Linked DNA regions of Mus musculus: region 2 is linked to region 1. Evidence: chromatin contacts called from public Hi-C data. All regions are on one chromosome and are shown on one strand. The core of a region is the stretch at or near the end of the contact, and the rest is flanking DNA. Distances in the headings are between cores, read along the strand shown.

Region 1 (7,776 bases), core at 1,498-3,997:
ATCTCTTCCCTTGAAAGTTCTCTGGCATTGTCTGGCTGGTTTACATTTCTTCCTTTTGATTATTCAGAGTCCAGGTTCCTCCTGGTGACTTAGAAACTTCTCTTGGATAGAGTTGCTTTCTTTCAAAGCAGAAACATGCCCTTGTTGAGAGCATCAGAGCAGCCTCATTGGTATGTCCTTGCTGTTGCAGTGACCAGCTGGTCCCTAGGGACTAGGCAGCTGTAATCCCCGAGAAAACTCACAAATGTGTAAAGTAAATTGACATCAATCCCACAACAAAGCCTTTTCTGGCCTTGGTTACTGATCTATAAGTAGTATAGATCCAGAGGGTAAGGGGAAAGTCATATTTATTAAATGCTTACTGTGTGCCCAGCAGCATGTAAAAAAACATTCATGGGTGCTATCTTATTCAAGTCTCCATAGCTCATCTCTTAAAAGAAAAATCAAAATTTTATGCTATAAAAGCTGAAGATCAGCATTTCCCCATGGGGCATCGTGTCCGAGTTAAGTGCTCTGTACACAGTATACCATACCACATCTAGATGGTTCCATTTGGCAGGAATGTGGAGCACACTAGCCTAGTGGTCTAGTGTCTGTGAATGAGAAGTCATTGAAGGTGTTTTTCTCTCTTTCTGTCAGCTCTACCTTCAGGCCCGCTTCACCTGGCGCGGGGCCCGACTGCTCCGCCCCCTCCTGCAGTTCACTTTGCTCATGATGGCCTTCTACACGGGATTGTCACGGGTATCTGACTACAAGCATCATCCTAGCGATGTCCTGGCAGGATTTGCCCAAGGAGCTCTGGTGGCCTGCTGCATAGTAAGTAGCCCTTTGTCCTTGGCACTCATACAGAGCCCTGAACTGATGCCTGTTAAATGTTTCCAGCCCAGTGACTAAAGCCGTTGAATCTTCATTCCGAGTCGTCTCTTCTTAGTGTCCCAAAAGCCTCGGGCTCCAGGATCCCATCAGTAGATGGCAATCGTTTAATAGGTTCTGTGAATCCTCTTCTCTGTGAGCACAAGTTTTGTCTTGTAGAATGCTGTGATCAGAAGTCAGCTTAGACATTGTCCACTTACGAATGTATACGTGACCACAGCAGACTGGAAAGTTGCAAAAGCATGCATGTGAGTGCCTACAGAATGACAGTCCCCTGATGACACAGCCTGCTTTGGTGGGACACTAGTTAGTCAGTGGCTGTTTTCCACTTCTTGAGAAATCTCTACACTCTTCTGTGATGGCCGGGAACCTTGGTCTCTGTCAACTGGAGAACCAGAGGTTTGCTGAAGGAGGAGCCCGCCCCTGGCCCAGGCCCTTGCATATTATCAAAACTCCATAGAGACTGGACTTGGTGTGGGAACATGTTGGTTCCCCCCAACACAGAGAGATTGCTTTTTTACATGTTTCACCCTGATTGCCAATTAAGGTGGGATCGGGCTTTCCACTTCTCTGAGCCTCCATTTCCCTACCTTTCCTGCCTCTTTTCCATATTCTAGATGCTGCTCTGTACAAACTTTGGTATTGAGCTTTCTTGAGCCCTTCTTCAAGGTGCCCAATCCAATCCCATAGGAAGTCCCAAGGGCAATGTAGGACTGCATTGGACATATGGGCCCTTGGCAGCTCAGCAAAGGTTGTACACAGTATGGTCAGCATCACAGAGATGAAGTAAGGGTGTTCAGTGTAGACACTGGTGAAAGAAAGACCTGATCTACCTGCTAGCTTAGGTATAGGACGCCTGGCTGTTTTGATGATGGCTGTCTTCAGTGCTCTCTTATTCATTCATTCTCTCTCTCTCTCTCTCTCTCTCTCTCTCAAAATCTGTGTGTGTGTGTGTGTGTGTGTGTGTGTGTGTTGTTACCCAGAACAGCTGTCACCCTCCAGCTTGTCCCCTGGTGCCTGGCCCTTTCATATGTGATGATAGTGGGGGGGGGGGGGTACTTGCACAGAAGGGTAACTCTTTGCTGCCTGTACCCTCCTGGGCTTTGCTCTCAGCAGGAGGGCAGCCCATGGGACCTGCTTCTGGGCATCTCCTTGTGAGAGTGTGCCACTGCCCTCATTGAAGTCTCCCTTACCCCCCAACTTAAACAATTAAAAGGTGTGGGGATCGTCCCCAGCCTTCCTCTCTTTCATACCACAACTATGGGGCTCTGGCCGTGAGCAATTAGACAGAATTCGGGAGAATGAAAGCTTCTTTTCCAGAAGGAAATCTGTGAGTTTGCCTTTATCCTGTTTGGCTCTGGCACACTGGCCTGAGAAGTTGAACCCAGAGTCTGTAGAGCGCCCACTGTTGCCTGGCACCTCCCTGCATACTTTGCCCTGTGACTTCTTTTGGACACATGGCACCACTGCAGAGATGAAGCAACCCAGGCTTGGAGAGATGACTTCGCTCCCCCAAGGCCAAAGAGCTGCTCTGAGACTGACTCACAGCCAGTGCCCTCTGTGCTTAGCACTGGGGGAAGGGGCACCAGACACTAGGCCAGCCTGAGCTACCTCAGGCAGAAATGGTGTAGCCAGCTGTTTTAAAGAGTGTCATTTAAGTGTTTTGTAGGGTCCTTCCCAAGCCTTGTGCTGATCCGGTTAGCCTCTTGAGTCTGAAGTTTTCTTTTCACCAAGGGGACAGTTTGGGAAGAGGTGACAGAAATCTTACCCTGTCTTTTGCCCTTTTTGCCTGTCAACATGGGGTGACAGGGGCTCGGTCTAATTGATTGCTTTTCTTTAGATACCAAACTCCACCTGGTACACAGCCAGGACCTCCTGGTCCCACTAGCTTAGAAGCACAGCACTGAGGGATTTGTTTTGCTTAAACCATCTGACAGGCCCGGGCAGAGAAGTCTCTGGAAGCTGTGGCCGGCTGCTCAGTGTGAGAGTTTGGGAATGCACAGCAGGGACAAAGGAAGCCAGCGTGTTCTTTCCCACTGAGAGATGCCCGCCTGATGGTGTGGTACTGGTTTTGATTACAAGGGGAGACAGACACTGAACTCCAGCTACTGCGCTGAGTCAGAGAGGCTGGTCCTCAAGGTGGTGTCTGACGAGGACACTGAGTGTCGTGGCCCCAGACTGGCTTGAGAGGATGGAGGGCATTTGTTTGCCTGGTTTCAGCTCTGACAGCTCTCACGCGCAGTGGAGCCTTAGTGTTCTGGGCTGTGGTGTCCCACCTCTGCTTTGCTTATGTCATAGGATTAGAGGTGTCCCTTAAGTCCAGCAAGTCCTGAGGAAAACAAGTGTTCTTCTCACTTACGAATGCAGTACATTTGTGATATCTATTTCATTAGTATTATTGTATTTTTGAGACAGGATCCCACTATGTAACCACGCCTGGCCTGGGACTCATTATGTAGACCAGGCTGGCTTCAAACTCAAACTCATGGAGACCCACCTGCCCTTGTCTCCTGAGTGCTGAGATTGCAGGTGGGTGCCACCATGTAGTCAAGGTTCTTAACACACAGTGACATCTTCCTGGGTCAGAAGGTTCCAGAGAGAGAGATACAGCACATAACACTTAGGCCACAGGGTGCTTAGAATCCATTTTCCCCTCTGCCAGAAAACCTCTCCTGCCAAACCTGTGTGGCCTCTGGTGGCCCAAGCAGAGGTGTGGGTTCGCTAACGCCTGTGAATTGTTAACTGTAGTAACTATTTTCATCGAAGATGAAAACACAGGAGTCAGGGATTAAGGCACACAGAGAAAACATAGAAGCCAGAGGTGACTCTTAACAGTCTGACACAAAGCCAACACTCGAAGACCTCCCGTCCCCTTCCTCTCACCTGCAGAAATGCCAAGCTTCTTATTTTATGACAGAGTCCTTGCTCTAGATAGCTTCCTACTCCTGACAGAGCACAGTCCAGTTCTTCTCTGGTGAACCCTCTTGTATGAGTCACTCATAGCTGCTGTAACAAGTGAGCCTAATCTACAGTACAGATGTTTAAGTCCCAGGACTCAGGAATCAAAACTGAGTCTCTCTAGGCCATAATCAAGGTGTAGAAAAGGCTGTGTTCCATGAAGAGGCCAAATGGAGCATTTTCTTGCCTTTTATAGCTACCTGTGTTCCTTGGTGTATGGCCTCTCTCCCTGCCCGCCCCTCCTCAGGCTTGTGATTGCATTTATAACCCGGAGTCATGCGTCCATTTCCATGGCCATACCTTAATCTCATCAGCAAAGTTATTTAGTCAGGTCTGGAGAGTGGCTCCTGGATACATTTGAGAGACTAGTGTTCATCTCGTCATACCTTCCCCAGTCCCTAAGGCTAGAACTGCCCAACTTTCATTTAGTGTTCCCAATTCTTTGCTCTGTCATGGCTTTGGCCTCTTCTGCTCTTTACCTGCTCATGTGTCTGTCTGCTCAGCTAGATTGCTAATGCCTTACCACCAGAATCCATAGCTTAGTCTTGTTGGTTATTCTGGGTGGCTGGTGTCATAGCTGACATTCATTGTTGGTTGATCAACCTTGGGGCAATCATGAGTGATGAATTGGGTGTGGCCTTGGGTGGGATTTCTCCTCTGAGCCTTGGCTCTTTATCTGTCAGTTAAGCTTGGAAGCCTTGCAGCCTGTCCATCTTTTTGCACAGAGGTTATTCTCTGGGACAGTGTCTGTGTACCCAAGCTGGGACTGCTCTTTCAGGTAGAGCAATCTTCCCAAACATGTCCTAAATTTGGGGATCACCCTTAAGCCTGCCAGTGGTTCAGTGTCACCCTAGTCATGGTTCAGCTCCTGCATGGCCTTGGACAGCAGGCTGAGAGCCAGCACTTTCATCCAAGTCTGAGGAGGTTGGCTTTTTCACAGCAAGCAGATTTGTCTAGGCAAAAGTGGCGTGCACAGGGAGTATGGGTTTAGTTTGCTTGCCCACTGAAGGCTTTCCAGAAAGGGAAGACTCTGGAACCTGATGAAACGCAGTCTACACAGTGCCTTGGACTCAGTACAGATGCTAGAACTCAGGCAGGACAGCACACCAAGGCACACCTTTGCAGGATGTGAACAGAAGAACAAAGCAGAAGGCCACAGCCCAGACACACCCAGAGCCAGAAGAGGTAACACACATGCGTTATCTTTCATTTGCAGAGACTAGACCTCCAGGTGCACAGAACAGACAGACAGACAGACAGACAGAGCCAAATGCTGCTGCACAGACCCTTGTTCTTCCTACCTGCACAGCTCTGCAGCTCTCCCTACCAAAGATTCAAACCTCTACCTGGATTCAGCCAGGCAGTGGGACAGAGGGGCGGACATCGGTTGGTTTCCTGTCTGATGACTACTTGCATATCTGGTCACCTCCTTACTGACCCTCTAACAGATGGTAAATTAGGGGGGCACTGAGAGGGGTCAGAGGAGGGCCAGGCCCCCATGGCTATGGGTTCTGCAGAGGAAGCAGCTGCTCCCAAGTTTTATAAACACACAGCAGTCTTTCCTGGTTTTCTCTTCCTGGGGGTGTGGCCCCCCACTAGCAGTTGCTCTTTTGTGCCTGCTATCTTCCTCCAGGATGCAGGGAAGGGCGAGGGCATTCTTTGTCTCTGGCCCAGAGCAGTGACCTTGGGAAGAGTGAGGGGCAAGAATGCTCACGTGAGGAAGAGCCGGGCCACGGCAGCCTTGTGAGAGGAAGCTCAGTGAGGAGAGCCCAGGACACACCCAAGTCCACACACACAGAGTCAGAACCAATTCCAGGTCGCTGTGTTGTTTCAGGGGTAAAACAGCAGTACCAAGCCTGCATTCTGTCCCTGGAATTTGTAAGACTTTTTCCTCTTGTAGTAGGAGATTCTTACCTGCTCCCTCTGGATGTAGTCCAGTGTTGCCAGAGTCAAGAGGGATGGAAGAAATGACACCCACATCCCCTGAACAAAAGTCTGACAGTAATGCCCAAAGCTGACCTCGCTACCTAGTTCCCCACTGTCAGGTCGGCAGGAACGTAGATGTGGCAGGGAAAGGAAGCCAAGGCATAAATCAGGAGATGGTAACAGTATCGTTACAGCACTCCATAGTTTGCAAAGTTCATTAAGAATCTCTCTCTTTTTTTTTTATTTTTGTTCCTTTGCTGAGAGGGAGGAAATCGAAACCCAGAGGAGGCAGTTGTATCTTGCTGCTTGCTAGTTGGCATGTTGGCAGGTCCTGTCTAACGTTTTCTCTTTTATCTTTTTAAATGCTGGTGGTGACCTATAGATGCTCTTGTTACTTCCTAACAGCCAGACAGTGGTATGGTGGGAGCCAACTTGGACACTGGGTGGGCACAGGTGTGAGGGCAAGAACCAAACTCTGCTCTTTTGCAAGAGAGAGCAAGTGTACACTATAGATAGATAGATAGATAGATAGATAGATAGATAGATAGATAGATAGATAGATAGATAGAGATATCCTTAACTTTTAAGTTTTATTTTATGTGTATGAGTATTTTGCCTGCATGTTTGTTGTGTACTGTATGGGTGCCTGCTGCCCTGAGAGGACAGGAGAAGGTGTCAGATCACCTGGAACTGGAGGACAATTATAGATGCTGAACACTGAACCTGGGTCCCCAGACAAACAGCAAGTGCTTTTAACTGTTGAGCCATCTCTCTAGTCCTGTTTGTTGTTGTTGTTGTTGTTGTTTAAGTACCAGTTGTACACAAATGCAAGGCAAGTAGGTGATTAGAAAACATTGTTCAATTCTGTACTGCATCAAGAGAAACAGGTTGTAATTGCTGGCTGAGCATCACACAGCAGCATGATCCTAGCCCATCATTGTCCCTTTCAGATGCACAGGGCTAACACAGACACTGGCAAATTCCTGGTGCCAGCAGCCACCGAAAGCCTTTTATTGAGGCTAAAAAGCAATGACTACGAATTGAGTAACTCTCCTAGAGTCAAAAGACTAGGCTGCCAAAGATACTTTGTCATTCATTATACAGTCCTTACTGTTACTAGGCCATGAGGGTGCATCAGTTCCTGGAGCTTTCTTCTCCAAAGAAGATTCTCTACTCAATTTGAGAGACAGCTCTGTGTGGAACACTAGAAACCTGAAAGGAAATCCCTAGGCCAAGGCACACTTCTGCAAGTGTAGGCAGAAGAGAGGCAGCTCTGGTGTCTGTAGTCACCCGGGAGGCGGCCAGAATGACTCAGCACAACTCCTTGCCTTGGAGTAGCTCACAGTCTAGAAAGGGAAGCATGATAGAGCATTTAGAGAACCACACATCAAAGCCTGTGTTGTAACAGCAAAATGGAAGGTTATTAACTGTACAGAATGAGGGACCAATGAGAGGTGGGAGCAGCTCTGGTGGGAGAAGTTGTGGTGGATCCCAGCGTGGAGTTGAAGGAGCTACTATGTCCAGGATACAAGCCTCGAGGCCCCGAGGTAGAGGGTTTGAGCCCCTCCATTGCCCTCCCATACTGTCCACTGCTGTTCTCTCGGCTACTTAGTCTATACCACAGATTGCTACAAAGTCGGGTAAAGTGCACATTCCAGGCCACCCACAGATTCTCAGACATCTCTCTTGCGAAGCGTCCGGGTGATTCTGAAACAGGAGGGTTAAGGGACTGCACTTGGCAAAATCCCTGACCAGACAGACAGCTCTTGTTTTCCTTTGCATCTGAGATTCTAAAATTCTCTTGCTTTTATGTTATCCATCCCATGCTGGTATGGAGACGTGGTGGGGTTTCTAAAAGTCTCAGTGTGTAATCGGTGTGATTCCTATCTTCAAGGGGCTCACTTACTTAGTCTGCAGAGTTGAAACCCTCAAGGATTCCTGAGCACTGCAAGTCAAGTTTGCTGTCACTATGTGCTCCGAGCCAAAAGCCTTTGCAACGTTTGCTGACTAAGCCACCCA
Region 2 (7,776 bases), core at 3,810-6,309, 140 kb after region 1:
GGTCTGGACAGAAGAGAGGGCAGAAAGGTTGTCAGAGCCAGAGGTTGGCTGACTTAAAAGAAGCAGTATTTTCCGGACACAATAGGGTTGACACACGTATAACCTCACAGACACTGTGACAGCATGGATAAGACCTGTGCAAGTACAAGCCAGACAAAATCCTAGTATGGAGAAGGGGAAGTGAGCACCAAGACCTACCAGTAACCAAAAAGCTATTTGCAACTGATAACTTCTGAGGGAGGGAAAAAAATCAGTTTTCTTCAATGGAAAAACACTGTAAATCTCCACCACACTCCAGGGCAGGCCTCATGCTTAGATGTGTCAACACAAAATACATGTGTGCATTATATACATGCATATGTGTCTGTGTGTGTTTATTTTTTTAAGAGAGAGAACAACTTGATGTTGGCTGTGTGTGTGAGGATCTGGGAAGAGTTGGGGAGGGGAAAGAATATGATCACAATATATTGTATGAAATATTAAAAAATATTTTTAAAAGAGTAGGCTCAGGGAATAATTTCCCCCACCCCCAGCTTAGAAATCTCATAGGAAATAGATTCTGTAGGGAAATGATTTTAAAAAATGTGGTGGGGCTAAGATCATTCCTGTTCTCTGAGCTAACATACCCCCCCCCCCAAGCTCTCTAGCAAGATGGCTGGTTTCTGTGGCAAGTCTTCTGAATGCTGAACATAAAGCTCCGTGAGACAGTTAGCCACAGTAGTGTCTCCTATGCAGCCTTGCCATCTCCAATCCCAGTTGAGATGGTCTGGTTTCCTTCTCTTGACTCTGACTAGACTATAAATCGTTCTACTTGACTTCAGAGACGAGGCCATCAAAGGCAGCGGGCTTCCATCTGGTTCTCCTGGGATGGTGATTCTTGGAAGCTGGCCACCATATTGTGAGGAAGCACAGGCAGCCACATGGGATGGCTTCATGTAGGTGTTGCAATCAGCAGGCTGATTGAAGTTTCATCCACATATATTGTCAACTCCAGATGTGTGGGTAAAGGGGTCTTTGTATGCTACCTCAGGACACCTTGGCTTTAGAGTCTTCCAGCCAACTCTTAGGGTTACTTTGTTTTCTAACAGTAGACAATGAGGATAGGAGACTTAGAGCCTTTATGTTGGGCCATGGGTACTAAAGGTGACTTCCCGTGGAGGGGATGATGTTCAGGTTCCAGCATCATTAGTTGAAGCAAGTCATCACCCTGGGATCCCAGAGCCCATGTCCCTTACCACCAAGGTGAGTGGACCAGCCAGAGCACTGAACCTGGTCACAGTGAAGGAATGGGGAGCAAATAATGCCATTTCCACCAGGCAGTATCTGTGCATCTGTGCCATCTATCAACTGGATTTCACACTCCCTGTAGAGTGTGTCTCTTCTTCCAGCAGAAGACAAATGCATCTTTACTCCAACCAAACCACATTATTTGTCTTTCTTTGTGTGTGTGAGTAGTCTACAGAACCCTGACTCAAAGGATTAATTCGAGTGTTTCTGCTCAGTTTGGAGATACACTTTAGTGGTCGAACAGTTTCCTAATATGTCTAAGGTCTTAGGCTTGGACCATAGAATCTCAAAAAGCAAGAAGACAAAGTCTATCTGCTTACACCCCAAGGCTTCTATGAAGCTTCCCTTCTGGGAAGGATTTTACTGTGAGCATATTTGCAGTTGTAGCATTACAGTTAGTAACTGGAGAATATTCTGCCTGATTCAGATCTTTACACTGCAGTTTATTAGAACATGAGCACATTGCTTAACTGTCTGCAATTCAATTTACTCATCTGTAAAAGGAGGCTAACTGCAGAAGTTTGCCTTTTATGACTATGTTGTGAGAACTGAATGAATTAACTTGTGAAAATACTTAAAGCCAACAACACCCAGCTTGTAGTAAGCAACTGTAGTAAACACTCACATGCATGTATAAGATATATATAGGATGCACACAGAGATGAGGTGTATGTAGATATGTATAACATATGCATATAGATGGTCTGTATATTTTATTGAGACATAGTTTTGCTATATAGCCAAGGTTGGCTTTGAACTTGCAACCCTCCTTTCTCAGTCTCTGAGTGCTGGATTATAGGCATCAGCTCTCATCCTTGGATGATATCCTTTACTGATATGAAGGAAGCAGATCTTAGTCATTATCCTTTTATCTTGGAGCCAGTGTGATGCCCTGCCCCTCTCCAGAATACAACATGTGCCTTTCACACTCTGGGCCCACCCTAGCACAGGTAATAGCTCTGGAAAATGTGCTTGAATCATTGGACAAATAAGGGATTGACCTGGAATGTGTCAGTCTGATGTGCAGTCCAACACCACGAGATTGAAAAATCAATGGGCCTAGTCTCAAGTGGCAGACATGAGCTACAAAGCGCTGACCTGTCAGCATGGAAGAAAGAGCCGTAGTCAAAGAAACTCCGGCCAGTCATTAAGCATGAAGGGGGAGCTGGGGCATCAGGAGCTCGTATTGGGCTGTGACATCACCTGCCATTCATTTATGTGGGTGAGAATGATTTACCAGCAGCCCAGGGCACATGGGGAGAAAATGTAACTCAGCTTCTCCATACATTAGAAATGTAAATGGCGCCGAGGAAATGACCTGGGTGTTGAGGTAATTTCCTAGATGGACCTGCAAATTTCATTTGTCCTCAGTTTTAAGGCAAGGGCCAAGAAACTGGAAGCTGGGATGTGGATGGTTCTGGGAAGCAAGGGGTATATGGTCTCCATCCTTACCATCCCTGGTCTCAGTAGGAACTCTTGAAGTATACGATGTCATAAGCGTGGAATCGGGTAAGGCTGCAAGGGTAGGACTTTCAACTACTAATTGTGCCAAGAGGAAGTGTCCCTGCTGTGCTTTGCAGGTCAGCCCATTGTGGCATGCACAACATGGAACTATATATTCTTACAGTGTACGTTTCTCTGAGCTGAGGACAGAGATCAATACAACCACCAGCCTCCAGAAACTCTGAATATGATGTCAGAAACCAACTCATTAGAGGGGGCTATTCCCAGAAGGTGAGTTAAATGTGAGAGACACCAGGCAGAGCAGACTAGGGGCCCTGACCTAACATGATAGCTACTGTCAGTGGTAGCTGTCAGTTACTGTCCTTAAGGATTCATTAGCAGCATCCCATATGCCTGCATTGGTGAGCTTTCTAAATGGCAAATGTGGCCATGTCATTTCTTATGTATGCCTTTTTAGTGAAATCAGTTCATATAGACTGAATACCTGTATCTCCTCAAAGTCCTCATTAGATCCCTAGCCTCCACAGGCTTGGTATTGGAAAGCAGAGCCCTTGAGAGGTTATTAGGATCGTGTGTATAGTTGGTGCTCTCATGAGGACAGATGGGAACTTGCCTGTCCCCTCTCTTACTCACTCTGTGGTGACGCAGTGAAGGAAGGGATTCTTTATAAATGAGTAAGAACGCCCTCAGCAGACTCCTACTGCTCTAGCACCTCCATCCCAGACTTCCAGCCTCCAATGAGAAATGCATTCTCATTGTTTATAAGCCACGCAGACTGTGGTGTTTGTCACAGCATCCAAGCTACAGTCATTTAAAACAACAATAGCTAACACTGAGGACTTTCCATCTCTAAACTCCCTTCCTCCTCTCTTCCTCTCCTTACCCCCTCTGTGTGTGTCTGCGTGTGTGACGGAGAGACAGAGACAGAGTGACAGAAGATATAAGCTATCTATTGCTTATATGAAAGAGCCCAATCTGCCTTGCAAAACTGGTACTTCCATGATGCACCCTGACCTTTACTTTCCAGTCATTCCCTTGGCCAAGCCTGCTTGTCTGATTATTCCAAGGAACTCTGGTGCCTTGCTGTCTTCTGTGCTGTCTCCTCTGGTGCTGCCTTCCTGCCTGTCACCTGGGCTGTTGTTACTCATCCTTTTAGACCAGCTGCCTGGTCCCCACCTCAGGCCAGAATTCACATCTCTGCCCTTTGGGCCTTTACACATCAGGCTGGAAAAGCTCTTCCTCTGTTTGTCACATGTTGTTTCAGAACTCATCTCCAGAACCACCCAGGTGTTCAGTCTTTGTAGACCCATGAGGAGGACTGACATGTTCTGCCGGAGGCCCTTGCTTGGTAAACATCCCTTGTTTCTCTTACAGCTGTACTGTGAGCTCATGGAAGCCAATGTCTGTTTCTGTGGCTCCAAATCCCCAGCTCTCAGTGACTGGGAAATAGTGAATGGATGCATTAATCCCACTACATTTTCGTTAAGCTGCCCATTTTAGCTTGCATCACACTGCCCCACAACTGCCTACCACTGCCTACCACTGCTTACCACTGCCTACCACTGCCTACCACTGCCTACCACTGCCTACCACTGCCCACCACTGCCTACCACTGCCTACCACTGCCTACCACTGCCTACCACTGCCCACCACTGCATACAATAAGCCCATTTGAGAACAGTTATTTATTGACCTTATTTATTCTATTTCCTCTTTCTGCTCTTCACACTGAGTAAGTGGGATATAGTATTTGTTAGATAGTTGAGTCTAGATTCAGAAAACTCAGTTGTTTCCATTTGACTTTTTTTCCTTTTAAACTAAGTTAAATGACATAAGATAAAGTCAAAGTGTACCTTACAGAAAGTTCTAAGCTCTGGGCTTAAGCCAGAATCTCTCTTCTGACCTTGGTCAGCCACTTACTCAAGCTGAATTTATTTTCTTGGAATGATTTGTCAGCTAGCCTAATAATATCTCACACAGAAGGTGGTTCTGAAGATTAAACAAGACAGTCTACATGAAATGCTTGGCGCTAGAAGGTGTTCAACCAGAGTTAATTTCCGTTCGTTCACCCAGTCAGTGTCATGGCATGGCAGCAGCTCGACTGGTCCCTTCAGACTTCTGTAGGATCTTTGAGTATTAGACAAGTCTCACTTATGTCGCCCTGGCAGTTGGTTGTGAAATGGTGCCCTTGAAAGCTGACACTGGGCTGTGCCAGGAAGACATTAGCCTTCTCACAGCCAGTGCTATTTTGAGGTTTGATGGCTTTGGAGAGAAGATAACAGCTGACCTTTGTACTGATAGAGAATGCCTGTGTTCTAGGAGAAAGTGCAAAAACCTCGACTAATGCCAGCTGGAAAGAACTCAGTGTGCCCTGAAGTCGGGTATTCAAATGCCATTATTTTTATGCCAACATAAGAGTTTATTCAGGAAGTTGCAAAGAAGGAAAAAAAATCAGATTCCATAGCAATGAACTCCAAGGGAACTGGAAAGTTCTCTGGTCTTTTCTGCTTGCCTGTGTCCAATAGCCATGAACATGGAAAGACAGATGTATTTGCAAGAATGGTACCCCCCAGTGCTCTAGTTGTAATTCCAAAGGCTTGAGAGAGCAGAGAATCACTTTGTGTTTATGCTTCATCTTGACTGTGGGAGCAGAGAGCCGTTCTGTGTTCTCACTCAAGATCAAGGTTGGGAGAGCCACCATCAATGTAGCAGCACCAGTCATCCTGTCTGGAAGAATAGGCTTAGGTCACCCAGGCAATCCAGCCTGATAGGCCAGACCTGTCTCCACGTGATTAACCAAGCAATGTGTATGGCTTAAACATTAAACCAGCGGTGGGGTGCCAAGGAGAGCCAGGACTTGCCAGGGCTCAGCTCAGGCTGCTGTGGAGTTACATCGCAGTAGGACAGCTGGTTCTCATCCTGAAACAAATACAGTGTCTTAAGCAAGCACTTAGAAGCCTTGATTCTACTGGGTGCTGAGCTACACCCTTGACAGACGTTCCTTCCCTTGCTCATTACTTTGTGTGGCGAGCATCATGACTAGGAATGAGAACATGGAGCTGTGCTGTGAGCTCTGAGCACAGAGAATTAGAAATATCAGAAGCACATGGAAGAAAGGGAACAGATACTTTGAGGTGTTAGGGCAGTAGAAACAATGAAGTTTCGGGATCAATCAAAGGGAGGACAGAGGGGAAAGGAAGAAATATCAGAGAGTCCCTCTGTTTTTGCCATGTTGTTTGACAATGGGATAAAGATGGCACAGCTCACTGAAAAAGGTATGCTCAGGTAATAGCATGTTACTTATGCTTCCAGAAGACAACCAAGAAGAATTATTAAGTAAGGCATTGAATACATGGATCTGGAGCTTGGGAAGAAGGTATGGACCCGAGTTTGAACATTCCGTGGTCATCAACTCATAGTGGACAGCTCAAGCCAAAGGAAAGTGGGTGGAGTAAAAAGTAAATCAGGAAATGAAGTGTAGGGAAGGAAATTAAAGGGGACCGTTTATGCAAGGAGCATGAAGTAGGAACTGACGCAATTATTTTGAGAAATAATTTTCACTTACCTGGTAAAGATGGGTAAATCCTTTGGCCCTGAGAAAAAGTCAGAGAAGACATATAGAGGACACTCAGAGCAGCACGACTACACTAGCAACCCCCTGGAAACCCCTGAAATAGTCATCAAAACTACAGGGGCTGAATTAGTTGTGGAAGAGTCACACAGTGAATAGCGCCACCACCACAACAACAAAAAATTAACGAAGCAGGGCTTTGTGCAGCAACAAGAACGAGCATCAAGAACAGAATGTTAAGTGGAAAAAGAAAGTTGTATAGGAGAACATCCAGTATGATTCTTTTAATATAAAGTTCATAGGCTTGCAAAACTAAACACATGTGGTGAAACAAAACAAAACAAAACAAAACAAAAAACAGAAAAAAAAAAAAACCCAACCCAGTAAGGAGAAGATAAACACAGAAATAGAAATAAGAGTAGTGGTTGTTTTCGGGGAGGTGGGGAAGGGCTGGGATCCCAGTGGTGTTCATGGAGTTTCAGAGTCTGGAGTGGGGCATTTCAACTAAGGGCAGAAGGGAAAAGACAACGCCGAACTTATTCCTTTCCCTTTTTCTTTTGTTATCTTTTAAATGTAACTTTCATAACCTGGAACAGCAACAATCAATACGTTTTAAGACTTAGGTTTTGTGTATGTGTGCAGAGATGAGCATGTGTGTGTGTGACTATGTGTGTGTAGAGGTTGGAGGTCAGCCTCTAGTGTTGCTTCTCAGGTGTGCACCATCTTGTGTTTTTGAGACAGGGTCTTTCACTGGCCAGAGATTTGCTGATTAGTCTGGCGTGGCTGGCCAGAAAACCCTAGGATTCACTTGTCTTCATCTCCCTGATGTTGGTATCATTAAGTACCCGAGACTATGCCTGACTTTTCATGAGGGTTCTAGGAATAAATTTAGAGTCTAAAGCTTGCATCACAAGAAATTTACTGCCTCTAGCCTCTCTGCTTACTTACTTTTTTTTGGTAATAATCTAAAAATTAAAATAAGGCCCGGACATAGGAAATAATACAGCCTAAAAGATTATACAGTTAGAAGACAAGGAATTAAAAGTGAAGTTACTTAATGGCCAAGACAGCCAAGAAAAATAAAAGTCTTAGAATTAGCAGAAAGTTAACTACTTGGCGAGCATTTATGAACAGACTTCCACGTGCCAGCCCTTAACGATGAGTCTTAGGAATGTGTGTCATTTAACCTATCCACAATATTTTGAGGGACATACTACATTGGGTTCTTCTAATTGGTGAGAAAAATAAGACTCAAAAAGCCACATAATCGTCCAGGTCTTCCATTTACACGAGTGATAATTTCGATTAGAACAAAAGCTATCGTGGAAAATCCATGCTCCTAACTGGGCATGCACATGAGTGCTCTCTTCTTCAAACAAGGACGTTTTCATGAAGAAAGAAAGACTTGGCAATATCAATGTTGCAAAGCCATAAAATGAGGCTGAGAATACAGT

What was found. A called contact is a pair of places that touch in the nucleus more often than the background predicts.
Region 2: a Hi-C map of liver shows a contact between it and region 1, with 3 times the contacts expected there. The contact joins two enhancer-like sites. A contact is called at or near these places in 2 of 484 Hi-C or Micro-C datasets (both in liver) and 2 of 115 datasets of contacts at active chromatin or transcription factors (embryonic stem cells and stem cell-derived neural progenitor cells).

Annotation. Positions count from the first base shown.
Region 1 is chr4:105,218,689-105,226,464 of GRCm38.p6, forward strand. Plpp3 (phospholipid phosphatase 3) reads left to right here. Exons shown (of 6, transcript NM_080555.2): 5 at 640-816. Among named protein-coding and RNA genes, the nearest start is that of Plpp3, 65 kb to the left of the region's middle. Within about 2 kb of position 2,748, at least 34 of the 459 cell types and tissues checked have an H3K27ac peak or open chromatin away from gene starts, as enhancers often do. A contact at or near this core is called in liver, where this site is marked.
Region 2 is chr4:105,359,697-105,367,472 of GRCm38.p6, forward strand. No RefSeq gene overlaps it. Among named protein-coding and RNA genes, the nearest start is that of Gm40217, 44 kb to the left of the region's middle. Within about 2 kb of position 5,060, at least 47 of the 459 cell types and tissues checked have an H3K27ac peak or open chromatin away from gene starts, as enhancers often do. A contact at or near this core is called in liver, where this site is marked.